5 separate regions of the Mus musculus genome follow, and all the other regions are linked to region 1. A link is a contact called in public HiChIP or PLAC-seq, Micro-C and promoter capture Hi-C data. All regions are on one chromosome and are shown on one strand. The core of a region is the stretch at or near the end of the contact, and the rest is flanking DNA. Distances in the headings are between cores, read along the strand shown. Region 1 holds the start of Zfp704 (zinc finger protein 704). Region 2 has its middle 24 kb from the start of Tpd52. Region 3 has its middle 19 kb from the start of Gm46832. Region 4 holds the start of Fabp4 (fatty acid binding protein 4, adipocyte). Region 5 has its middle 6.8 kb from the start of Gm46832.

Region 1 (4,860 bases), core at 1,430-3,929:
CTAAGCCTTCCTTCTCCTGGGGCTTGGAGGAGAGGAGCAGGAGGCTGAGTTTGATCCCTGTAGCCCTGAGGGGAAGGGTAGGTGTGGACGAGGGAGTCAGGCTATTAGGTAAAGGTGCTAGCTGAGCAAGCCTGAGCTTCCAAGTTCCATCCCAGGAACCCATGGAATGCACAAAAAAGCAGGATGTGGCTTTCTATTAAACTGATTACATATAAGACTCTAAAGATGACTGTATATATTAACTCATTAGTCTACAAAATAAGAGTTCTTTGAAACTTTCATGCAAGCTATTTTGATAATATTCACCCCCAACTCTTCCCTTGGTCTCCTTCCAGATCTCCCCACCCCAACTTTGTGACCTGTCTAAATTTAATAACCCATCAACTTTAGCTTTTGCTGTTCATAAACTTACTCCTGGGTATGGGGCTATCCATTAATTAGAGTGTGGCTGACCTGGAGTCACACCATTACAGACAACTGCCTTTTCCTCCCTTAGAAGCTATTACCCGTCCATACCTTCTCAGGGCTGCAAACTCAGCCTTTCCTGCTTCTGGAAGAAGCCCTTGCCCATATTCCTGTAAGTGATCCAGTAACACTCATTCACCAAGTTCACCAAGATGGACTTTGATGGCATCCAAACTTTAGTGTGTCATGGCTTCCCTATCTGGGGTAAGTTGATAGGTGTGTTTTCTCTCCCCAGGAGAAGTTTTGTCATGACATAGATGATGAACACAGTCCCACTAAACCCCTTAGGGAGCAGTGACTTTATTGGGCTTACTTCGAAACATGAAGGAGGACTTACAAGAACATGGGTGAGCCCAAAGCAGTTGTGCCACCAGAAAGTCTTACCCAGCATGAATGATTTACCCACAGCTGCAGAGATTGGGGGGGGGGGTGTCTCCCCTTCAGTTAACCTTCCACACTCTGTAATCCAGCATCTCTGCTGGGACAGAGACAAGTGCCACTCGGGCAAAATTCCATACAAGTGGCTGGGGGACAGGCTGAGTCTCATGGAGAGGCTTTGTGCCCACTCCTCCTAAGGACAGCCAATCAGCCCGATGGCATGCAAGGATCACAGCTGTTCTGATGACCATGACAGCTGTGCTGTTAGTTGAAACAGTCGATAAGATCTCTTCTGCACCCCTCGTACAGGTCCTTGAGCCACCTGCCCACCTCTGCCAGAGACCCATATACTTAGCTGCCTCTCTCCAAATCATCTCATGAGATCAACCAAGCCACTATCTTCAATCTGGAGGAGAGCAGCTTCGCTCCTTGCCTGGGGCTACTCTTTCTAGGCTCACGGAAACAATTCACTTGCTTCTGGGAGGGTCTAGCTACATCCAAGACACACCCATAAATTACAATGCTCCAGTTAACAAGGTTTGCTCATTCTAATTTCCTGAACAGGATATTTACAGATGAAAAGTTCACTAGAAACGGTGTGTTTTGAATGCACTTTGAGGGAGATAAATTCTGGGGTGGTATCTGAAGTGGGGCAGGGAGTGCATGTGTGCACACCTGCATGTGTGCACACCTCCTCTTCAGACTGTACGCACTTCCAATTTCACTGTGGGGAGGTGTTAGCAGAGCTTTGGGACTCGAAAGGAAGGGCTGACGGAAAGGCATTTCAGAAAGGACGGACAGGACCTGTGGGCCAGTGCCTCACAGGAAGTGAGAACAAGGTGGCTTTAAAACACACCACTATTTTTGGATGTGATTACTTAAAACAGGCATTTTCTGGACGGGTGATCAGTTTCTGGGAGGACAAAGTTCATTTTAGAATCCTTGTCCTCATCCCTCTTTAGCGGTTGGAAGGTACCCCAAATAAACATTTAATGAGCCCCATCACATGTCTAGCAAGCCACGTGATGTTCAATCTCCAAGAACAATGGGCCATGTGGACACCCTTTTACTCAATTGTTGATGAATAAGGCCCTCCTAGCCCTAGCCAAAACCTATAGAATTTAGGGGCATGATCTGGATGCAGAATGTCTGGTTTACTCCCTCCGAAAGCAGCAGTCATTCATAACATGGCAAACTGGCCTTCTGCTAGCTTACATATATAAAAAGCTGAAATAACAATCTTGACCACTTGGTGTGTTGCTTTCTCTAGACTGGGACAGTGCCAGTAGACCAAACCAAGAGCAGAAAGAACACTTTTGGAATTCGGCCCATATCATATCACCAGGTAAGGACCTCAGGTGGAAACTGGAAGAAACACATAGGAGGGCCAAACCTGCACAGAGCTGAGAACATGAGGCAAGGCCTACAACCTGGTGCTCAAAGGAACCTGGTAGAGAGGGCCAGGGAAATGTTGCAGGAATCTCCATGACTGAGGACTCAGGCTGGGAACTGACCCCAAACCTGGGGTTGGCACACCTGGTCGAACTCCACTTGAGCACCAGTGGTCGCCATCTGAGAACCACTCTTGAGCAAATCTCTTAAGCAAACACCTTCCTGCCGTCTAAACCTACGCTTTTCCCACCAGAGGGAGACATGGGCCCAGGGGCAAGGGTGGCCTCAGTGTCCCAGCCAACTGCTGGGAAGCCGGCAGATTTTCAGAGAGCGCGGGTCTGGGGAAAAAAATCCAGTCCGGGTTTTGTCTGAACGGAGACCAGGAAGGCAGCGAGGACTGGGGAAGAGGGGGAGGCGGTGAAGACACGACACAAACAGCTCGCGCCCAGGACACCGCGGTAGGCCCTGAGCGCGCGGGCGCAGGGCCCGGAGAGGCGCGCGCCGGCCCGGCCGCCGGCCGCATGGAGCGCAGCGCAGCCCGCGGCTCCCGGGAGGCGCAGGCGGAGGTAGCGGCAGCGGGAGCAGCGCGCTCGCTCACACCCACCCCCGCCCGCGGCCGGCGCGCCGCCCCGCCGTAGCCGCCGGCGTCCCCGCGGGCCCGGCCAGCGAAGGCGGCGTCCGCGCGTCTGCCAGCCAGCAGCGGCGGCCAGCCCGGGAGGCGGCCCCGCAAGCCCCGCAGCCGCGCGTCTCCGGGCCCAGCCGCAGCCCGCGAGGAGCCCGGCGCTCCGGCCCGCAAGCCCGGCGCAGGCATGCAGGCCAGGCGCCTGGCCAAGCGCCCCAGCCTGGGCAGCCGCCGCGGGGGCGCTGCGCCCGCTCCCGCCCCCGAGGCCGCCGCTCTGGGGCTCCCGCCCCCCGGCCCCAGCCCGGCCGCCGCACCGGGAAGCTGGAGGCCGCCGCTGCCGCCGCCGCGCGGGACCGGCCCCTCGCGCGCTGCCGCCGCCTCGTCGCCGGTCCTGCTGCTGCTGGGCGAGGAGGACGAGGACGAGGAGGGCGCGGGCCGAAGGCGCAGGACGCGCGGGCGGGTAACGGAGAAGCCCCGAGGGGTCGCGGAGGAGGAGGACGACGACGAGGAAGAGGACGAAGAGGTGGTTGTCGAGGTGGTGGACGGCGACGAGGACGACGAGGACGCTGAGGAGCGCTTCGTGCCCCTCGGACCCGGCCGTGCGCTTCCCAAGGGCCCCGCCCGAGGCGCGGTGAAGGTGCGTGCGAGGTGCCGGGGATCGGTGGGGGGCGCAGCGGGCTCGGCGGGGCGCCGGGGCGCCGGGGAGGCCGAGCGCAGCGGCGCGGGCCGGGAGGGGTGTGTCAGGCGGCGGTGGGCAGCGCGCGGAACTGCGGCTCAGCGGCTCAGCGGCTCAGCGGCGCCCGGCGGCCTGTCGGTGCTCAGAGGCCGGGCGGATGCGTGGTCCCGCGTGCCGGTAGGCAAGGAAGGAGCGCTTCTCTGGGCAGGGTGGGGAACTTGGGAGCTGGACGAGGTCGGAGCCCCGATCGGCCTGGCATTGATATTTTATTCTGCTCTGGGGAGGCAGGAGTCTTCCTTCTCTTGTTCAAGCTTCTGGAAACTAGCCAGCAACCTGCAACACCTCCTTTCACCTGAGAACAGTTGTTGGTCGGTTCCATCACAGGCACTTGTGAAGGAGTTGGGAGCCTGTGCAGCAACAACCTAGACCTTGGTTTCCGCGAGCTTTTTGCCCCTCCCCCATCCCCGTGTTTCTCCTCGCCCTCCTTAAACTGGACATCCTAAGCACTTACCCTCCGCCCCCTTAAGATTACAAAAGAGGAAGGCGGGGAAGGTGTTTGTGTTGTGGGGAGAGAGAGGGGTAGCATTTAAAATGAATGTGACTTTCAGCTGAAAAATTTCACCAGGTCCTCATCCGCGCTACCGCAACGAGCGATCTTTCCGTTTTTTTGTATCTTCAGAAGATAAAGGGTTTATTATTACACAACTGTCTGGCTGAGCTTCTAAGCACGCTATTGGACAAAACAAACTGCGTTGAGGTTCATGCACCGTGTATGTTGCTAAGAAGTTTTGAGGGCAGCGAGTGGCAAGCAATGGAGAGTGTTTGCTTTTTCGCCAGTGTTTTTTTTTTTTTTTTTTTTTTCTGTTTTCTGTTTTTTCGAGACAGGGTTTCTCTGTGTAGCCCTGGCTGTCCTGGAACTCACTTTGTAGCCCAGGCTGGCCTCGAACTCAGCAATCCGCCTGCCTCTGCCTCCTGAGTGCTGGGATTAAAGGCGCAGTGTTTCTTAAGATAGCAGGATAACCAGAAATTCTTGGAGTGTTCAGAAGAAAATATATGTAAACAAGTGAACTTGATAGAGGTGGTTGATGTTGTTGTTTTTGTTTAATATCTCCGTGCCCGCTCTCAAGTGTCTGGAAGCTTGTAATTATATTTACCAAGAAAAGTTAAACAGCAGTTAGCGTTGCCCCGCAGTAGATGTGGGAATGTTTCTTTCCTAGACCACCCTGAAGTATGACTGGCTCTCTCTCGGTGTGAGACTTGAGCAAATGGTCATTTAGGTGATTGTTTTTGACAGCTGCTTGTTGGAATCTGGACTGTGCCCACACTC
Region 2 (4,860 bases), core at 767-3,266, 620 kb after region 1:
ACTGTCAGTACCTGCTCTTGAGTTCTGAATAGGTGGATACCCCGGAGGCTTCCCTGGGGGCGCAGTGCTGTGCGCGTGCAGTGGTGGGAGGGGGCTCAGACAGTGCACAGGGGACAGCTTGGACTCTGGAGTGTCTGGAGAATTTGAAGTTTTTAATTCTTTTCAGTCAGTACTGTGTAGAACAGAAAGCATTTTTATTTGCTGATGATGCTAACTTTTATCAAATGCTTTCAAAGTCCTAGTTTCTGTCCCGTGATCTTTTCCGGTTTACTGGTGGCCGAGTTTAAAGTTTACAGGGTGTAAGGAGTTCTCCAACATCAGAAAGTAAGACTGCAGTATTTTATCACCTGCTATTGATGTCGGAACCCTTTGTCTAAATGGGGTTGCCAAAATGAAACTGGTTTACTTAAAAAACAGCAATGTGTGTTCATGTGTTCAAGGTGTGTATGTGCACACGTGGAGGCAGAGGCCAGCCTGAGCTCTTGCTGCCTCTGCACTGGCCATCTGGGTGTTTTGGGGATGTCTTTCACTGGCCTGGAGCTCACCAAACAGGCTGAGCTGGTTGGCCAGTGAGTCTCGGGATCTGCCTGGTTCCACCTCCCACAGATGGGGTTGCATGTATGCGCTAGCATGTATGCTAGCATGTATGCGCTAGCATGCCCACCCAGCTTTTTACATCAGAGTGGGGGGGGGGGTCTTACTCAGATCCTCGGACTGCCAGGGCACGCCCTTTGCTGACCCAGGCATCTCCCAGTCCAGAAACCGAATCTTAAGGGATCTGGCCTTGGCATTCTGAGTTATCTATTAATGTTACCAGTGGAGCAAATTTTGCTGGTGCTGTTTTGGAGAGAGAAGTTCTGAGGCCTAGGAGTGGGGAAAGGGCAAAAAGGATGGGCCAGTGCAGAGGAGGCTCTGTGCGTCTCTCCAGCTGCTGAGGAAGGATTTTCCCTAGGGAGACAGCAAACTTGCTGCTGGTTCTACCATTGAGCAGTTTTCACCTTCCATGTTAGGATGGCTGACCTTGTGGGCATTAGAAAATCAAAGCAGTTGCATTTCATGTATTTTTTTGTGTGTTAGTGCTGGTTACGGTGGTGGTGGAGGTGGTGATGTCTTATAGAGTCAAATCTGGCCTCAGATTCATTATATAGCTCTGGCTGGACTTGAACTCCTGATCTGCTTGCTTCTAGGAAGTTACTCTTCACCTCTTTTCCGTTTTCACCATGAGTTATCTGTATCTGTTGTATAGAAACAGATAGGAAAGCATAGCAATAATGCATTTAATAGGAAATCATATTTTAAAACCTTTATTTATGCAAATTTATTTAAATAAATCAAGAATATTAATTTTAGAATTAATTAATACAATATATTTTATGTATAACATTGTATTTTATTATATGCAATATATAAAATTTATATATTTATATGTAATTTACAATATAGTCTTATGTTTATATATAAGTGAATAAAATTAAAAATTTCATATTTTATCAATTAATTAAGCATATCAGTTTACTTTTCTGCCACTGTGGCCAAAATGCTTGGCAGAGTCAACTTACATGAAGAAAGTTTGTTTATTTACTTAGGCTCACAGTTTCAGAGCATTTTGATCCTTCCTGTAGGGGAGCCGAGGGACAGGGGCAGGCAGGCTCCTCTATCAGGAGGAGGAAGTGAGGCAGGAACCAGATGGCCTACTTCTGCCAGCAAGGTCACCTTCTAAGGTTTCTACAGCCCTTTAAAATAGAGTCACAGACTGGGAGCAGGCATTTAAAACGAAGCTGGTGGGGGACCTTCCTGCTTCAACTCACAGCCTTAAGTGTCTTACTGAAACCTCAGCATGCTTAAACACTTCTCCTACTCTTGGGTTGGCTGTACGTGTACAGCAAGGGGTAGAGGTGCTAACAGAAGCTTCAGACCATGCTAATAAAAGTCATTTTCTCCACTCACTACATTTCTCTCCCTCTCCTGCACACACCCTGTCAGGTCAATGTTCAAGTTCTTAATCACAGGCCTTTCCCTGAAACACTGGGTGCTTTGTTTGGCCGTCCTTCAAGGATCAGATTTCCTGCGTTCAAAGGGAACCTGGAACCTGCTTGTGCTTGCCTTTTGTCTCCTAAGACACCCTCTGACATCCTCTGAGGTCTGCAGTATGATGAACATTCTTTTGAAGAATGGTGTTGAGGAAGGCTATTTTCTTTCTTTCTTTTTTTTTTAAAGATTTATTTATTTATTTATTATATGTAAGTACACTGTAGCTGTCTTTAGACACTCCAGGAGAGGGCATCAGATTTCGTTACGGATGGTTGTGAGCCACCATGTGGTTGCTGGGATTTGAACTCGGGACCTTCGGAAGAGCAGTCTTAACCACTAAGCCATCTTGCCAGCCCGGCTATTTTCATAAAAGGTTTGTATTCCTGCCTTGGTGCTTCTGTGGCTTATTTCTGCTCACGTGACCTTGTCAGTTATGTTAGGGTGCATCCAACTTCGGTAGGCTGTTCTCTTCCCTGCTTCTCTAACAAAAGGTTTTCCTTTCCCCTTCCCCTCCTTCCCTTTCTCTCTCTCTCACTCTCTCTCTCTTTCTCTCTCTCCCCTTTCTCCCCTTTCTCCCCTTTCTCCCCTTTCTTCCTTTTTCTCGAGACAGGGTCGCTACATAGTCCTGGCTGTCCTGGAATTCTATAGACCAGGCTGGTTCTTGAATTCCCAGACATTCTGTGTCTGCCTCCTAAATGCTGGGATTAAAGATGTGGTCCTCCACACCTGACAGTTTATTTTATCTTACATTTCCACGTTTATCACTGAGGAAAGTCGAGGCAGGAACCTGGAAGCAGGAACTGAAGCAGAGACTGGGGGAGGAGTGATGTTTATCATCTCACTCAGCATGCTCTATGCACCCAAGCCCGCCTACCTAGGAGATCTCCCCTATCAGTCACTAAGAAAATGACCCACAGACTTGACTATAGGCAAGTTTGATAGCCACAACTCAACTCACAATCCTACTTCCCAGATACGTCCAGATTTGTGTGTGTCAGGTTGACAGGGAAGATTTTGTTTTTTCCTTCTTTAAACTATTAATGCTAATCAGATATGTTTCAGAAGGTGCCCCAGAAACCCCAGAGTTGCAGCATTCTGCTTTGAAGTAACTGAGACACAGGGTTCTTGTTTATACAGAAAGCTGCTTGCCTGGAGACTTGGCATCACCTCAAAGTACTGATACAAGGATGTCACTTCCGGCGTCTGCCGTCACTTCCGGCGTCTGGCATCATGTCTGGCGTCTGACATCATGCTAGGTGCCATGCTTTTTACTTGCCGTTAACTCCGTAAGGATGGATAAATCATATAAAGATCATTTGGTGTGTGCACCTTTCAGAAGACAAAATAGCAGCAAACATAACTCTAATTGACTTTGATTTCCCAAAAACAAAATGGAACAGACATTCCAATGGGCACTGTTTGGACACCCAGCCCCCTTAATTTTTCAGTTTGACTGCATGGCACTTAAGGCCAGTGACTCCATTTCTGTTTGATCTGGCCTTATGCAATAGCTGGGTCTAAAACAAAGACTTCCTGGAATTTTTCTTTGTCATGCCTTAAAAAATATCACTTGCACTGTTTTTCTTAAGTTTTAGATCTAGTCTGTAGAGACAAAGAATAATCCTTCTACTGCTGTTGTTGAGAGTTGAGCTCTGTGTTTGCTCTTAGGCTGTAAGAGAATTATATATATTTCTGTAGAGTGAAGACTCGAGGCTTGGAAAGTGACTCGCAGCTGTTCCTCTACAGTTTGACTGTGGCTTCAAGCAGGGCTCCTTTGCTGTGTCAGAGTACAAGTGGGCGGCGATGGCCTCCCGTACCCACGAGAAGAAAAGGTTGAACGCCAACCACTGATATGGCCAAAGCCAGACATGAAAATGGTTTTAGCTTTTTCCCAGTGGAATCTGCAGAGTTCTTTTTCGAGAGAAACTTTGCTTGTTCTTTATCAGAGAGTGAAGCAGGGTATCCAGGTTGTTCTAGAAACCAGCTTTTAAAGTCCTTGCCTGTGGTGTCGGTGGTAATGCCATGCACCCCTGAGGTCTAGATCAATTCGGTTTTCACTTTTTAAATGCTTCAGGGCTGGGGATGTAGCTCAGATGCTAGCATGCATGAGAACCCAAGTTCGATCCCTAGCACCATATAAACCTGGCATGGTGGTGCAGGCAGTGGGAGGGGCCCAAGTTTGATTTCTTTTTTTTCCCCTCTCCCATTTCTGGCTGTGAAGTTAATGGAGGAAACTGTGTGTGTGTGTATGGTGTTTTGTTGTGTGTGTGTGTGTGGTATGTGGGGTGTGTGTGTGTGTGTGTGGCATGTGGTGTGTGTGTATTTGTGTGTGTGGTGTGTGTGTGTACTTGTGTGTGTGATGTGTGTGTGGGGTGTGGTGTGTGTACTTGTGTGTGTGATGTGTGTGTGGTGTGGTGTGTGTGTGTGTGTGTGTGTGGTATGTGATGTGTGTGTGTGGTGTGGTGTGTGTGTGTATGTGTGTGTGATGTGTGTGTGTGGGGGGTGTGGTGTGTGTGTGTGTGTGTGTGTGTGTGTGGTGTGGTGTGTGTGTGTGGTCTTAGGCTCTGCTGTGCTGAACCTGCTTGCTCAGGATTTTCGGGTACCTCTGTAAGGCTCATTACTTCTCCCTCAAGTCTCCTGCTCTTGTGACCTTTGCCCTGCGGCCCCACAACACAGCTCCAGAAAGTGCAAGGACGGCAGCTGGGACTGGCAGCGGGGACTGGGAGCCAGCTGCTTGCTGCTGCCTGTAATTCAAAGCTTCAACAAACAGAACAACAAAAGACATTCTAAATAGCTGTTCTTAAACAAGGCCTGTACTGTTCAGCCTCC
Region 3 (4,860 bases), core at 866-3,365, 600 kb after region 1:
GACTACCCGGTGTCAAGGGGCAATAGACAGAGGGGAGGTTCCGGCCAGATGGTGTTGACTTAGATAATATAGCCCTGCTGGTCCTTGCATACCTTTTTATCTTTACAGTCAAGATGTTCTTAGGAATGCCTTAACAACCATGCCTGGGGGCTGTTCTGCTTTGTTCTCAGTCCCAGGCCGGGGCAGTGGGCTCCTAAACAACTCACAAGTTACAATATTTTATCTTCCTTCATAAGCACCTTATCTTCATTTCTCAAGAGCACCAGTGACATATGTTGCTGTCCATGGGGCTTCTCCCTCATCTCTAACACTGTGGGGTCTTTGTCTCCATTGTTCTGAGTGTGCACCTTGCTCTGGGTTCTCAGCGAATGCTCTCAGTCTGGAAATTCTGTCCCATCTCTCTTCCTTAAATTCCTTTTGGACGGTTGGCCTCTTGGATCAGTCTTGTAATTTTCTTCTCTATTTTTCAGTTCTATCTTCTGCCTCACCTTTTGGAAATTTACTTTGTATAGTAGGTTGAATCATATGCCACTTTATAACTATGACAATCAGTGCTCTGCTATGTACAGAACAAGGCCCTCGGAGGGCTGCGTGCTTCCTGGAGACTCTTGAGAAATCCCAGTGCTTTGCTTGTTAAGGTCATTGGCAGAGGTTGATTTCTGATGGATGTCAGTCAGGAACTCTTCTAGCTTCTAGCTCATCTCTACAGTCCTTGGCTCATGGCTGTCTTCATCCATCTTGAAATAATAACAGAGGGTCAACTTCCTCTCATGTTTTCTACACTCTGTGTTTCTTTGTGGCATGTCTCAGCTTCTAGTCAGAGGGGACTCCTTTGTTTTGTTTTGTTTTTTGTTGTTGTTGTTGTTTTTAATTTGCTTTTTGCCTAGAGCTGGGACTCCTGGCATGTACCACTATGCCTGGCTCTTTAGATTGGGCCTACGAAATAATTTAGGCAAAATTCCTTAGCTTAGTTTCCCTGTTTCAGCATCTCTGGCTTTACCTTATAAAGTTGTTTTTCCTGTCACAGGGTCTGAAGATTAGGACACACACACACACACACACACACACATGCACTCAACATATTTATATGCAACACATATATGCAATATATACATTTGTTTTTATTTATTTATTTACTTTTGAGGCAGAGTCTCTCTATGTAGCTCTGGAGCTCTGGCTGTCCTGGAACTCACTTTGTAGACAAGGCTGGCCACTGCTTCTTTAGTGATAGGATTAAGGTGTACAGCGCTGCTGCCTGGCAGGATTCACATATTTTTGTGCATCTTTGCTGTGCAAGGGGACACACACACACTGAGTTATGCACCAACCAAAGAATGTTTTTCATCTTGAATGTAACAGTGACAACTTCAAAAGTCCATTTTTTTCCTTCAATATGTATAGTTGTTTTCCCTTGTGAATTATTATTTTTCTAATTGTTACTTTTGTCTGTGTGCCTCCCACATCTCTCTTCCTTACCGCCTTTTTGGGGAAGAAGGGACTGCCCACTTCCTGTTAGCCCTTCAGCTCATCCTTTTGCTTTTTCCCCATTCTCGAGACAGAGCCTCAGATAGCCTAGGCTGGCCTGGATAATCTTGACCTTGTGATTCTCCCGCTCCTATCCTGATCCCTTGAGTATTTAAGGTGTGCACTACACGCCTGGGTTTATCCTTGTTTTTTGTTTGTTTTCTTTTCTTTTTTGAACTCTCTTTTGTACCACCAACTCCTGATGCTTGTTTGTGAATGTGCATGGCCTCCTCCCCTGCCCGCTTCCCAGTGCTCAGCCCTGGGAGATCAATTAGCATCACTTAACTTTGTGTACTCTTTGTCCTTGTGGACTTGTCACCTGACTGTAACTTTAGTAGCCTTGGGGAGGAGTAAGCATGGATATAAGTTGGGAAGAGAACTTAAAACCAGTGAACTCTCCAAAGAATGGATTTTATGGTATATAAATTTTATGTCAGTAGAGTACATTTTAAATACTTTTGGTATGTGGTGGTTTTATCGTAAAGCATGACCACAGATTTTAGAGATGAGGAGATTGAACCAGAGACATTTCAGTGAGAGGCCCAGGATAGTGATGGCCAGTGCTGATTCAGCTACATAGTAACAGTATTGTAGCGTTGCCTTTGAGCGAGCAGTGGCCATGCTGGGTATTCAGCACTGCTCCTGTTCTTGTGGTCCTAGCCTAGCCTATTTGCAGGCAACTGGAACTTATACTTAGGAAAGCTGAGCTTGCCGGGTGTGTGTGTGTGTGTGTGTATGTGTGTGTGTGGTGGTGGTGGTGGCGCATGCCTTTAATCCCAGCACTCGGGAATCAGAAGCAGGCAGATTTCTGAGTTCAAGGCCAGCCTGGTCTACAGAGTGAGTTCCAGGACAGCCAGGGCTATAAAGAGAAACCCTGTCTTGAAAAAAACAAAAACAAAACAAAAGCAAAACCAAAAAACCAATATTATCAATGATTCTAAGATAGTGATGATATTTATGCTCTGGGTTGTCTTCAGGATAGATGGGAAAAATGAGACCCCTTGACAGCAGCAACAGCAGATGCTCAGGAGAAAGGGGGCTGCGCTGCTTCTGTGTTTTCTTCCTTCCCAGCCCTCATAACGTAGCTTGATAAATGCCCAGAATGCAGAGTGGCTTAAAAACATACAAGGGGAGTTAAGTGGTCTATAGCTTTTATCAACATAGCCCAGATCAATGCGGTGAGAGCATTTCCCGTTCCTCCTTAGGGATTGCACGTCAAACCTCCATTACTGTTAAGTACTCTTCCCAGGCAATACCTGTTTCTGTACATTTCTAACTTCTTCATTTCATCTCCACCGTCTTTTATACACCTGTGAGGATATAAGAGATAGCTATAATATTGCCTTAAGCAATCCAGTGTTAATACACGACACTAAATTGATCTCTTTCCAAAGTCAGTCTTGACTTCTTGGGCCTCTTAGCCCTTTAGCGCCTTGAATTTTCACGTCCATGCAGGGAAGGCTGGTCTTCTGGATTATGATGACTTCCAGACTGTGCTTTGAGCTGCCTCTTGATTAGCCAGCAAGTCAGAACTGCCCTGGGGTCAGCACACTTAGCAAATAAAAATATTTAGGATGCCTAAGAATTTTGGGTGAATAATGAAAACAAAATTCAGTAAAATATATTGCAATATTATGGGGGAATAAGCTAGTAGTAAAACAAACAAACACACTTGTTATGTATTTGAAATTTAAATTGAAGTAGGTGTCCTGTATTTTATCTGGCAACTCTAGGTCTCCTGAAAGACCACAGCCCGGGCTCCTAGCTTTAGAAAACAACTGCAGTGTGTGTGGGGAAGGAGGCCTCACTATCAAACAGATGCCTCTGTTCACACTGTACCCTTTCTCTAGACCCATGAGCCTCTGCAGGCATGCATTATGAAAGCTCCTGCTTTGGCAGGCTTCCATACATTGTCAGGGCTTTTGGCCTCTTTCCCAGGATAAACTTTTCGATGGCTACTCTTGGTTGGAAGTGTGGTCAAGGAGTAGCTGATGCTCTAATGCAGAGTCAAGGAGAGAAGCAGAGAAAGCCAGCATCTGCGTTACTACCTGTTTCCCCGTCCATACCCCAGACTCAGGGCTGCCACTTCAGGAAGCTTCCAATGTCTTCTACTTGGTGTGATTTTTGCTGGCTGTCAGTTTAGGGAGGTATGCATGATAGGGCAGAATACCACATTCCCCCTTCCTCCCTCCCTCCCTTCCCTTCTCCCTCCCTCCCTCCCTCCCTTCCTTCCCCCATTATTTATTTGTTTAGTGACTGGGCCAGAGAACAAACCTAGTGTCTTCTGCAGGCTAAAATTGCCATACCATACATCTATACCTTCTTTCCTCTTCTCTTCAATACTTGTGCTTGCTTCAGTTAATGTTTTGGGAAACTAATCTACTGTTTCTTATAAATTCATTAATGGTTCAGCTTATAGAAGTACCCACCTGGATGCTGTGGTTTCCTGTCTGTAGTCCTGGCTACTTGTGTGGCTGCTAACAGAAGATTATGAGGCCAGCCTAATGTCTTAGGGTTTTCATTGCTGTGAGGAGACACCATGACTGAGAACTCCTATAAAGACGACATTTAACTGGGGTTGGCTTATGGGGTCAGAGGTTCAGTTCATTATCATCAAGGCAGGAACATGGCAATGTTCAGGCATGGTGTAGGAGGAGCCGAGAGTTCTACATTTTCATCTGAAGGCTGATAGGAAAAGACTGGCTCCCACATGGTTTAGGAGAGGGTCTCTCAAAGCCCACCCCCATAGTGATATGCTTCCTCCAACAAGGCCACACCTCCTAACAGTGCCACTCCTGGGCCAAGCATATTCAAACCACCACACCTAGGCCTCATATTTATAAATCCCAGGGCTTCATGTACACTAGGCAAGCACTCTACCAATTAAGTTACATCTCTAACTCCTTGTCTCCTTGAGACAGGGTCTCACATCTAACTATCTATCCCAATGTGAGCAGACCACCTGATCTTCCTGCCTCTATCTTGCAAGCACTGTGACTGCAGCTGTGTACCACCACACCAGGTTTACAGAATCGACCGTAAAATACCCCTGTGTCAGGGCTGCACCTCAGCCATGTAACAGGGGCTCAAATATTAATCACTCTACAAAGCTGGCATTAATTTTTCTCCAGTAAAAGGCAGCACTCCCAACCAGATCCTTTCTGCTTTTTTGTCCATGTCAACCATTCTTGACCTTTCCTCCTCATATTTGCACCATGTCCACTGCTCCGGTCAGTGCAAAGGCAAAGGGAAACTAACGGCCTTTCTCCCCCACCTCTTCCTCTTTCTCCTTCCCTCCCTCTCTCCTCCTCCCTCCCCTCACTGGTAGCCTAGGCT
Region 4 (4,860 bases), core at 1,085-3,584, 600 kb before region 1:
ACTCACACGTTTGCCCTGATTTACAGATACCCCCCATGGCCATAGTTGAGTGAAATTAACTGCACATGGCACTAAGCCAGCCATCTTGTAGTTCCTCGGTTCCCCAGTGTTGTGGCGGTTGTCATCTATCTTCAGCTGACAATTCCTTTGTTCTGGAAGGCCCTTCTGGTGTCATGTCAGCTTACATTGTGCGGATGCTCTGGACAGTGGGTCCCTAACTGTCCCCTGTACACCGTCTTTCCCAGTGTGGGAAACATGTTCCTTGCTCCGTGGATCCCCAGTGGTCAGCCTGTGCCTAAGGCATGTGTGAATAAACGGGTGGACTTGGTGTCACTGTGCTGCGCTACCAGTTCCAAGAGAAACAGAGCACAGAGCACAGAGCACATGTGAAATTCTAGCAACCACATTAGAAAAGTAAAAACAAACAAACAAGCAAATAAAAACAAATTAGTTTTAGTAAAATATTTCACTTGGCTTGCCTTAATTATGGTTATTCCAACATATATTCAATGTAAGAAATTTTCACGATGCATTGCATTTTATATTAACTTCAACTGTGATACATACTGTACACTAACAGTCATCTTGAGTCAGACTCTTTTTTTTGAAATACTTGTTCATTATTTAAAGTTCACAAAAATTATAGTTAAAAAATTTAGATTGATGAATTCAAGTTGTTTCACACATTTTATTTTTACATTTAATTAAAGTTGAGCTTTCTTGTTATATTAGCCACCTGTCGGAGGCAGAAGTAGTTGTGTAAGTGCAGAAGTTTACATGGGCTGGCTCTACAGCACGTCTAACCCATAGCACTATAATCCACATGCAGTCAGCACAGCGGGCTAATCGCTTGAGAACATGTCTAAGTTAGGGATCAGCATACGTTTCCAAATAAAACAATTTAGAACATTATCAAAATTATTCCTGCATTAAAATCGCTTATTTTATTTGAGTTGCAATCCAGGGGGTCTTATCCAGTAGGAAGCCTGAGTCTGAGAGTAGTCCATAGTGGGTGAAAGTTGTTCCCCTGACACTAGCAGATGCGATTAAAAGTTGTTACTGTGAGTTAAATTTATCAAACTTTTACAGTAGCCCATTTTCCTACAGAAAATATCATGTTTCAGAGTCTGTTTCCCCAGACTTTGGGGGCTGGTAGGGACTTGGGAGCAGGTACTTCTCAGCGAGCCCCTGTACAGCAGTCCATCTCTCTCTAACACCCTGAAATGTGGGTGTGCTCGCAGGCACTGGTGTACATGTGAACATCTCCCATCATTCTGCTGTGAGGCAGGGAGGCTGAGAAACTGGATTACTTTATAAAAGCTATCTCAGATGAGTCACTGTGTCAAAGAAGAAAACAGGTTTTGATAATTCATGACCACATTACTTCTGATCATTCACATAAACCCACAATCTTTAGGTCTGCATGAAATTAAAACTTACAATATATTTCAAAAATGAAATGAGGGACATATTTTGCATTGGGACCCATTTTTGAAGGGTCTGTAAAAATGAGTACTACATGGCTATTTACGAATGGGAAGAATAAGGCTTAACTTTTAATGTAATTAAATCTGTGCACTACATTCCTGAGCAATGAGCAGAATGTATTTTAAGTATGTATTAAATATTTGAAATTATAAATCTAGGCCGCTGTAGCCCGCATCCAGAGGCAGGGGCAGCTAGGTTTCTTTGAGTTAGAGACCAGCCTGGTCTAGGTAGTAAGTTCCAGGACTACCAGAGCTGTGCAGCGAGACTGTCTCAAAAACCAAACCAAACCAAAACCCAACCCAAACCAAACAAAGCCAAACAACAACAACAAAAACAAAAAAACCCACCAAAAAAACCAAGGAAACAAAACAACCAAAAATCAAAAAACTAGGCTACTTTAAAATGTCATTATTTATTTTGTTAAAATTCCTGAGATAAACACTATTCTAACAAAAGAGCCATTAAGACTAAGAATCTCTAAGATAGTTTTTATGTTCTCAAATTCAGAAGAACTAAACACATTATTGCAGTATTAATAAAATAAAAACTCAAGATAAGAAGGTCAAATGTGTCCAAGATAATTGTCTCCTCCACAATGAGGCAAATCCATAAGGAATAATGGGGGGAAGTTCAATGCATTAGCTTTTGACAGTCAAAACAGGAACCTTTAAAATACTCTGTTCATGGTTAAAAATAATTTGTACTCTAAGTCCAGTGATCATTGCCAGGGAGAACCAAAGTTGAGAAATTTCTATTAAAAACATGACTCAGAGGAAAACATACAGGGTCTGGTCATGAAGGAAATGATCTGGCCCCCATTGGTCACTCCTACAGTCACATGGTCAGGGCATCTTTAAAAGTGAGCTATCTGGACTTCAGAGGCTCATAGCACCCTCCTGTGCTGCAGCCTTTCTCACCTGGAAGACAGCTCCTCCTCGAAGGTTTACAAAATGTGTGATGCCTTTGTGGGAACCTGGAAGCTTGTCTCCAGTGAAAACTTCGATGATTACATGAAAGAAGTGGGTGAGTGCTGTGGGGGTCGGGGTCCCCCGGGCTGGGGAGAGGGCTTGCAGCTGCCTTGCAGCCCGGGGGGACAGGATGGAGCTGTGGTGGGAGAAAATGCTGCTTCCCGCATGGAGGGTGTATGTAGAAGCCACAAGAAAAAGTCTGTCCTAGAAGTTTTCTCAAAGCTTCAAGCTCGTGATCCCTCCAGGTGAACCCGCAAGAAAGAGTCTACAGGACAATCTTTTACTCTCTGTAGAACGACAAGATGTGGCCTTCTTTGCCAAGCTTGCGATTCTGAGGTTCATTTGGCTACTTGCCTGTTTTCAACATCTCCTTTTACATGAAAAATTTGTAATAATTTAAAGAGAAAAATATTCCTTCCGTTTGTTTTTTTTTTTAAAGGATGGGGGCAACTTTTACTTAAAACTGAAGTCATGATATTGCCCCTCTTAGAAAACAAATCATGTTGGAAAATATATTTTAGCAAATTCTTTTCTGTCTCAATGTCAAGGCCTAAGAATGTGTGATTATTTTACAGTTGACAAAAGCTTGGCTTCCGGAGATACTTTCCTTCAAGGACTTAAAGGTTTCTTCGTTGGTTTAGAGTGATATGTGATGTCATAGATTTGTGAGTAATTCAGAAGGAAAGCAGGGCATGCAAAGCACACATAGAACTTGCCCTTCCCACGATATGGGCTCACAACGGTCTATGTCCTGTCAACACTGCCCACAGGCTGCTGTGTGGCCAAACAGCTTTGCCTATCCGTATAGAGGGGCCATCGCCCAGCCAGCGATGTACTTCATCAGGAAGCGTCTGCTTTGAAGCCCTCTCTCCTGACCTCCCCATATTACAGAGTATCTCCGTTAGGACAGACTCCCCTCAACCTGCAAACCTTCCCTCAGTTATACAGTGGGAACTTTTGGTTGTCTGTCAATATTGTTGTCTTGTTTGCAGACAAGAAGAATATCGGGAATTTCAGCATGACTTAGCCCATCGACTGTTTACTGTTCAGTGTGGTAGTTACTATGCACTGAGCCAGAAATACCAGGGCTTGAGACACTTTTAGCTCTTGACCACTTGAAACATTTCATACTGCTACCATTCCTATCTAAATTATAATGACACTACTTAAGTTGTGAGAGACCCATGATTAAAGGCAGTAGATATTTCCTGAGTGGAACTGGCAACCGTAATTAAGGCAGAGTAGGCAGGTATTGGCTTCTGCAGTCAGATAAAAATGAAGACACAAGTGAAGCTGTTATTTGTCCCCGGCACGGTCTCTCTGCAATCATTTCCCAGTGCTGTGTCCCTTTCCTGCGCTGATTGATTGTACAGAATGCTGTGCTGTGTGGCAGAGTGACAATTCAAGGCAGAGACACACCATTTCCTCACTGTGGTACTGTTTAGACAGAGAACTAAGTCGTACCCTCTGCATCATTTATCTTGTGGTGTGGTTGTCTCTCAGTTCATCCTTAGTTCTAGCTTTGGGTCACCTTTTGTCAAAGACATAGCCTTTATTTAAGCATTTGTGTTGAAGGAGTCAGTGCACCCGAGACAGAAGGATTCTGTGTAACATGCCGACAGGGTGACTAAGGTTCTAAGTTGTTCACCCTCCACAGGGAAGCTAAACAAACAAAGTTCACAGCTTAAGGGACCGAGATGCAGAGTGTTAGTTTCCAAACTTTTCTATACACTGACATTCTGATTTCCTGAGTTCAGAAGATACTTACCCAGTCTGCTTTACGTTTCCTGATTGTTGAGAATGCGATCACCATTCTAAAAGGACATGAAATGTGAAACAGCATGTTCACTCTACAGAAATTAATCAGACAATTCATTTCATGAGGGAGTAATATGGGAAAGAAGCCTAGAAAATTAAATTTGGCAACAAGTGTTGTGAAATGTGATTTTTGTTCACTCAAAAATAGATGACCTTTTAACACAATAACTCTAAGTGAGGCCTGGCCTTTGACTTAGATTTTAAAAAAAAAAAAAACTTTTAGTAATTAAGAAAGAATAAAATGGTCAAACTGCCTCAATCACAAATAGAAAATAGAGATAATATACATACACTTATTATTAGCATATTATAATAAATATAGACATACAGACCTATATAAAACACATAGACATCGAGATATGAAGATTTAATCTCTTAATACATTCTTGTTGAAATTAAGGACTTATCTGAAGGAGTGTAGTTAGCAGACAGGCACAGTAAATCTGGATGGATGACAGGTTCTGAGAGCATCAAAGGAGCCTCCGGCACCCTGGTGTCTTCTTCATCACACACACAAATGTTAGCTTTACATGCGTTCTCTTTCTCCCTGTAGGAGTGGGCTTTGCCACAAGGAAAGTGGCAGGCA
Region 5 (4,860 bases), core at 1,017-3,516, 580 kb after region 1:
CAGTCAGGACTAAACAGAGAAACCCTGTCTTTAGAAAACAAACAAACAAGCAAAAACAGAAAAAAATGCCGCTAACACAAAGGCTGTGAGTGTTGCAAATTGGAACTCAGTTCGAGCTTGACTCAGGCAGAAGCCTCTATGCTTTGCTGAGACACACTCAATGCACTCTCTCTGCAGAAGCAGACAGCACCGTTTGCACGAGCAGGTGTGTTTCTCTGGAATATGGTTAGTGCATCGATTATGCTGACAACATTTGATAAATAAGCTTAGCTATGGATTTAGTCCTACACTGTTTCAAGCCCCGGGAGTCACATTTACCATCTAATGTGTAGCTAAGCATATTCAAGAAAAATTTAGTACCTTGTTAGTTAGCATCATGCCAGTCTACAGAAAAGTAAACACAGATCCAATCCATTATCCCTGGGAGAGTTTTCATGACGAACACTATAAAAATATAAAACGTAAGTATTAGAATTAAGACCTGCGGGATTGCAGTCCAGGCTGTGACTGATAATCAACCGAGTGATTTCTTTTGCTAGGACTTTTTGAAGTGGGGTTGATGGCGTACTCCATTATTACATGCTATGTATTACCTCAGTATTGATTGAAGCTGCTTCAAATTGCTCTTACATGTACTGGGCTATTAAAGCATCTTACAGAGGATACTGATGAAGACATGACATGTGGGTCCATGCATTTCTTTTTGTCTTTTTTTTTTCTCCCTCTTTTTTTTTTTTTGGTTTTTCAAGACAGGGTTTCTCTGTGTAGCCCTGGCTGTCCTGGAACTCACTCTGTAGACCAGGCTGGCCTTGAACTCAGAAATCTGCCTGCCTCTGCCTCCTGAGTGCTGGGATTAAAGGCATGCGCCACCACGCCTGGCTCGGTCCATGCATTTCAAGAACACCTCACTCACTCCTTACGACATGTGTTCAGGCACCAGGGGGGTTTTCTTTTTTCTTTTTTTCTTTCCTTTTATTGAAAATAGATTCTTTTCTCACACAGTACGGTTATCATATTTCTCTCTTGCTAAATATGCTATTTCCATCTAGGGTCGTGGCTGAGGGGTCATGAAAGTACATGGTATAGAAATTCCATGTATAGCTACTGTGGGGCCACAGTAAAGGACATGGAGAAGGGAAAGGTCAGGAGAGAAAAGAGACCAATCCCCTGGCACCAGCAGACACAGCATCTGTGGTTGAAGTACAGACCGACACAGTGAAACACCCGCCACAGTGTACTAGCAAGGGAAGGTCCAGTCTCAAAAATGAGATAGGTTTAAACCATCTAGGACTGATATTTCACACTACATCTCTCCTGCTGGTTTCTGGCTCCTAGAGTTGCTGAGAATCAGCTAAAATGAGGGAGCCCATGCTCCAGTTACAAAAACAAAGGGTATGTGGGGGAGGGGTGCCGGAGAGAGGGCTTGAGAACACTGATTGCTCTTCCTGAGGACCTGGGTTTAATTCCCGGAACCAAATGGTGGCTCACAACTGCCTGTAAGTCCAGTTGCAAGGGATCTGACATCCTCGGGCAGATATGCAAGCAAAATGCCAATGCACATAAAATGAATAAATTAAAAAATAACAACCCATACTTATATATAAACAAACTTAACTAAACCCCACCTCCCCTTCTCCCCCACAACAAGAACTATCTGGGAGATGAAGAGGCTCAGAGAAAGTGAGTGCAGAGTGGGCCACGTATCATCAAAATACCATGTATGCATGTGTGCAATTGTTGACACACTGCATGCTTGTATGCAGTTGTCGACACATTGCATGCTTGTATGCAGTTGTCGACAGACAAAGCATATGAAGAGGACTGACAGAGTGGAAGAAGAAGGGAGGAGAAACAGAAGTAGGTAAGAAACTTCTTAAAGCAAGAGCCCTGCTTGCCCCCCCCCCCCCCCCCCCCCCGACTTCCACAGTCTGGTGCTGAGCTAGCTGGTTGACCTTTGACCTTCATAGAACACCTCAAAGCTCAGCACCACACTTTGTTCTGGAAGGATCAGATGGCAAGTCTGAAAGGTATATGCAGACACTGACTGCAAAGTGCCCTTTGGCCCAGTGCTCTGAAACTGTGAAGATACCACAGAAACCGGAAGCTGAAACTCCTGCTGAGGGAGAGAAATCAGCCCTAAAGCTCACTGCACGTCAGAGTGCTGTTGCTGGCTGTCAGTGTTGTCTCTGTTTAGTACCACTTTAGAAGGGCGTGACATTGGATAATCGCCTTGGGGTGGGGTGGGAGAAGGCCACGTGTTTAGAAAGAGATCCATCTGTCGTGCAGCTTATATAATGAAGCCATTATTGTCTTGTCTGCTTGGATTTGGAGCTTGCCATACTCTCTGTGGCTCCCCGGCTTAGCCGCCCCTGCTTATGGCTTGAAAAATAATTGCACTCTTGCTTTTAACTGTAGTGTGATTTCCTGTTTGTAGACATCATCATGCCGCAAGTTGTATTCGTAACACAATTAAGGTGTGTATAATCTGGTATGCCTTTTGTTTAGTTTTCTTGTGACTCAATAGACAGAGAAGGGATACCACGGAGGTTTTATGTTGGATAATCACCCATGCATCCTGCCGGCACTGCCGTGCCCATTTTCAGTCCTCTAGAGAAGACGAGAATAGTGTTCCAGAAATATCAGCTAATGGCCCACTGCCTTTCCCTAACTTCCCTCGAGAAGATTTATCTTCATCTGACTCTGCACCAGCAACCGGAAAGCGCACTTACCAGCTTGTAAAGCACTTTCTACACCAGTGGGACAGTGAATGACGGGCAGAGTGATGTCATTCCTCTGCCTTGCTTCACAGCTGAAGTGAAATATTTGCTAACTATTTCACGCATTTTTTAAAAACGGACGTAAATGATAAACAACAGAACTTCAACAATTGAAACCCTGCAGGAGAGAACGTAAAACCTTGCTTGCTGCTCTGCCTGTTGCCATGTGGTCAGGAGAGAGAGCTTTTAAATTGAAGTGTTGACCTAGTCCTCCCAGCAGACTAAAGAATGACGGGCCGGCCGTCCTGAAAGAACCCCCACTCACTGTGCCTGCAGGCAGGCTTTTAGGGAGCTGCCATCTTGAACAACAGACATGTTTGGAGCATCAATCAGACAAATACAATGAGAAACTCCTTGCATGTGTTATTAGATCACCGTCACAAAGTAGTTCTCCGAGTTATTTACTTTTGTGTGTGTGGTACTCTGAATTGAAGCCAGTGTCTTATGCATGCCAGGCAAGTACTCTACAACTGAGGTACAGCTTGGTCCTTCAAATTGACTTTTAATTGAAATGTCTCCTGATCAGTCTGAGTGTGTGTGTGTGTGTGTGTGTGTGTGTGTGTGTAGGGGTATGTGTGTATGGTGTGTGTGTGTGTAGGAGTATGTGTGTATGTATGTGGTGTGTGTGTGTGTGTAGGGGTATGTGTGTATGGTGTATGTGTGTGTAGGAGTATGTGTGTATGTATGTGGTGTGTGTGTGTGTGTGTGTATGGTGTGTGTGTGTGTAGGAGTATGTGTGTATGGTATGTGGAGTGTGTGTGTGTGTGTGTGTGTGTGTGTGGTGTGTGTGGGAGTATCTCACTCTATATCCCAGGCTGACTCAAACTCAGCCTGCCAATCCTGAGACCACAGATGTGTACCACAAAGCCAGCAAGGGTGTGATTGTTCAAGTTTCAGGATTCCCCTGAGAAGGGACAAGAAGTAATCCTTGCATTGCTCTCCTTATCTGATGGGCACTTGGTGAACACCGTCTCACATCACACCCTGGATCTGTTCATGTTCTTTCTTGTCCCTGGAAACAGAAGTCAGAGCAGGGAAGAGAAGAGGAGGAGATGGAGGAGAAAGTCTGGTCATCTGCTCACCTGCATGGAGTGATATGTGTCCTTTATCCACACGATGCTCACAGCAGTGCCATCAAGTGAGAATTACTACTATTCCCATTTCCTGGGGCTAAGAAAGGACGGCGGCATCTGAGAGGCAAAGGAACGGGTTCAGCTTGCAGTTGGAGACATTAACCATTAGCTTGGGGTCATCACCACTAGACCACTAGATTATAGAGATAGACTTATGGCCAGCTATTTTCTCTTAAAAGCCCAGGTCTTTCATTTCTGCCTAGGAATAGAAAATGCCCACACAAATCATACTTTCTGACAATTGTGTGAATGCCAGTCATCATATTGAACTATGATAACAGAATATCATGGTCTGAGGGGCTTAATCATGAAGCTAAAGTCTAAATCTTGCTGTGACTAAGCATGCTAGAGAGAAAGACACCCCCTTTAATCTCTCCCTCCTTCCCTGCCTTTTTCCTTCCCTCCCATCCCCTCTCTGTGGGTATTGAACCACCAGAGCCGCCTGCAAGTCTCTAGCACAGACTTCCACTCCACTGGCTCATCTCCTCTCGTAAGGACACCAATCCTGACACTAGGGCTTTGTCTCCTGATCTAGTTACCTCCCCAAGGCCTGACTGCAAGTATATCATTCTAAGGGTTAGGACTTCAACGCAAGAACTTGAAAGGACACAAACATCCAGTTTATACTAATTCATGTTTTCAAACATGGGGACTAGTTAATGAGAACTATTTTGGCCTGTATATTATTATATGTGGCTGTGTTATATTAACTATTTTAAATATTACAAAAGTGAATTTATTCTATGGAAACTGCATAAATATCTCAGTACTCTTTGAAGGGTCTCTGGCCTGCCTGGGATGGCAGACATGGCTCTTACACATATATCCTGTAAGTAACTCCAATAAACTCATTGGTTCACCAAGTTGGACTTTAATGGTATCATACTGCCCTGTTGAGGAATCCCTAAAAGGGATGAGTAGACATGTCTATTGTGTCTGAAGGGCTCCAA

What was found. Promoter capture Hi-C pulls out the DNA fragments that hold promoters and counts their contacts. A called contact is a pair of places that touch in the nucleus more often than the background predicts. HiChIP or PLAC-seq counts read pairs in DNA pulled down with a chosen protein or histone mark.
Region 2: a contact with region 1 is called in an H3K27ac HiChIP or PLAC-seq map of embryonic stem cells, with 2.1 times the contacts expected there. The contact joins the enhancer-like site here to the promoter of Zfp704 in region 1. A contact is called at or near these places in 6 of 39 promoter capture datasets (cranial neural crest, embryonic stem cells, liver and 2 more), 1 of 484 Hi-C or Micro-C datasets (cerebellar granule neurons), 7 of 115 datasets of contacts at active chromatin or transcription factors (embryonic stem cells, forebrain and stem cell-derived neural progenitor cells) and 1 of 9 other capture datasets (adipose tissue).
Region 3: a contact with region 1 is called in a Micro-C map of embryonic stem cells, with 2.2 times the contacts expected there. The contact joins the enhancer-like site here to the promoter of Zfp704 in region 1. A contact is called at or near these places in 2 of 39 promoter capture datasets (embryonic stem cells and pre-B cells), 2 of 484 Hi-C or Micro-C datasets (both in embryonic stem cells), 4 of 115 datasets of contacts at active chromatin or transcription factors (craniofacial prominence, embryonic forebrain, embryonic stem cells and 1 more) and 1 of 9 other capture datasets (macrophages).
Region 4: a promoter capture Hi-C map of liver shows a contact between it and region 1, with 2.2 times the contacts expected there. The contact joins the promoter of Fabp4 here to the promoter of Zfp704 in region 1. A contact is called at or near these places in 5 of 39 promoter capture datasets (cranial neural crest, hippocampal neurons, liver and 1 more) and 1 of 9 other capture datasets (pancreatic islet).
Region 5: a promoter capture Hi-C map of the C10 cell line shows a contact between it and region 1, with 6 times the contacts expected there. The contact joins the enhancer-like site here to the promoter of Zfp704 in region 1. A contact is called at or near these places in 5 of 39 promoter capture datasets (the C10 cell line, cranial neural crest, embryonic stem cells and 2 more) and 1 of 115 datasets of contacts at active chromatin or transcription factors (stem cell-derived neural progenitor cells).

Annotation. Positions count from the first base shown.
Region 1 is chr3:9,607,904-9,612,763 of GRCm38.p6, reverse strand. Zfp704 (zinc finger protein 704) reads left to right here and starts at 2,679. Exons shown (of 9, transcript NM_133218.2): 1 at 2,679-3,494. The coding sequence starts at 3,045.
Region 2 is chr3:8,985,902-8,990,761 of GRCm38.p6, reverse strand. It overlaps a transcript of Tpd52 not described here. Among named protein-coding and RNA genes, the nearest start is that of Tpd52, 24 kb to the right of the region's middle. Within about 2 kb of position 2,016, at least 59 of the 459 cell types and tissues checked have an H3K27ac peak or open chromatin away from gene starts, as enhancers often do. A contact at or near this core is called in embryonic stem cells, where this site is marked.
Region 3 is chr3:9,005,721-9,010,580 of GRCm38.p6, reverse strand. No RefSeq gene overlaps it. Among named protein-coding and RNA genes, the nearest start is that of Gm46832, 19 kb to the left of the region's middle. Within about 2 kb of position 2,115, at least 14 of the 459 cell types and tissues checked have an H3K27ac peak or open chromatin away from gene starts, as enhancers often do. A contact at or near this core is called in embryonic stem cells, where this site is marked.
Region 4 is chr3:10,206,090-10,210,949 of GRCm38.p6, reverse strand. Fabp4 (fatty acid binding protein 4, adipocyte) reads left to right here and starts at 2,334. Exons shown (of 4, transcript NM_024406.3): 1 at 2,334-2,511; 2 at 4,828-4,860. The coding sequence starts at 2,439.
Region 5 is chr3:9,031,952-9,036,811 of GRCm38.p6, reverse strand. No RefSeq gene overlaps it. Among named protein-coding and RNA genes, the nearest start is that of Gm46832, 6.8 kb to the right of the region's middle. Within about 2 kb of position 2,266, at least 131 of the 459 cell types and tissues checked have an H3K27ac peak or open chromatin away from gene starts, as enhancers often do.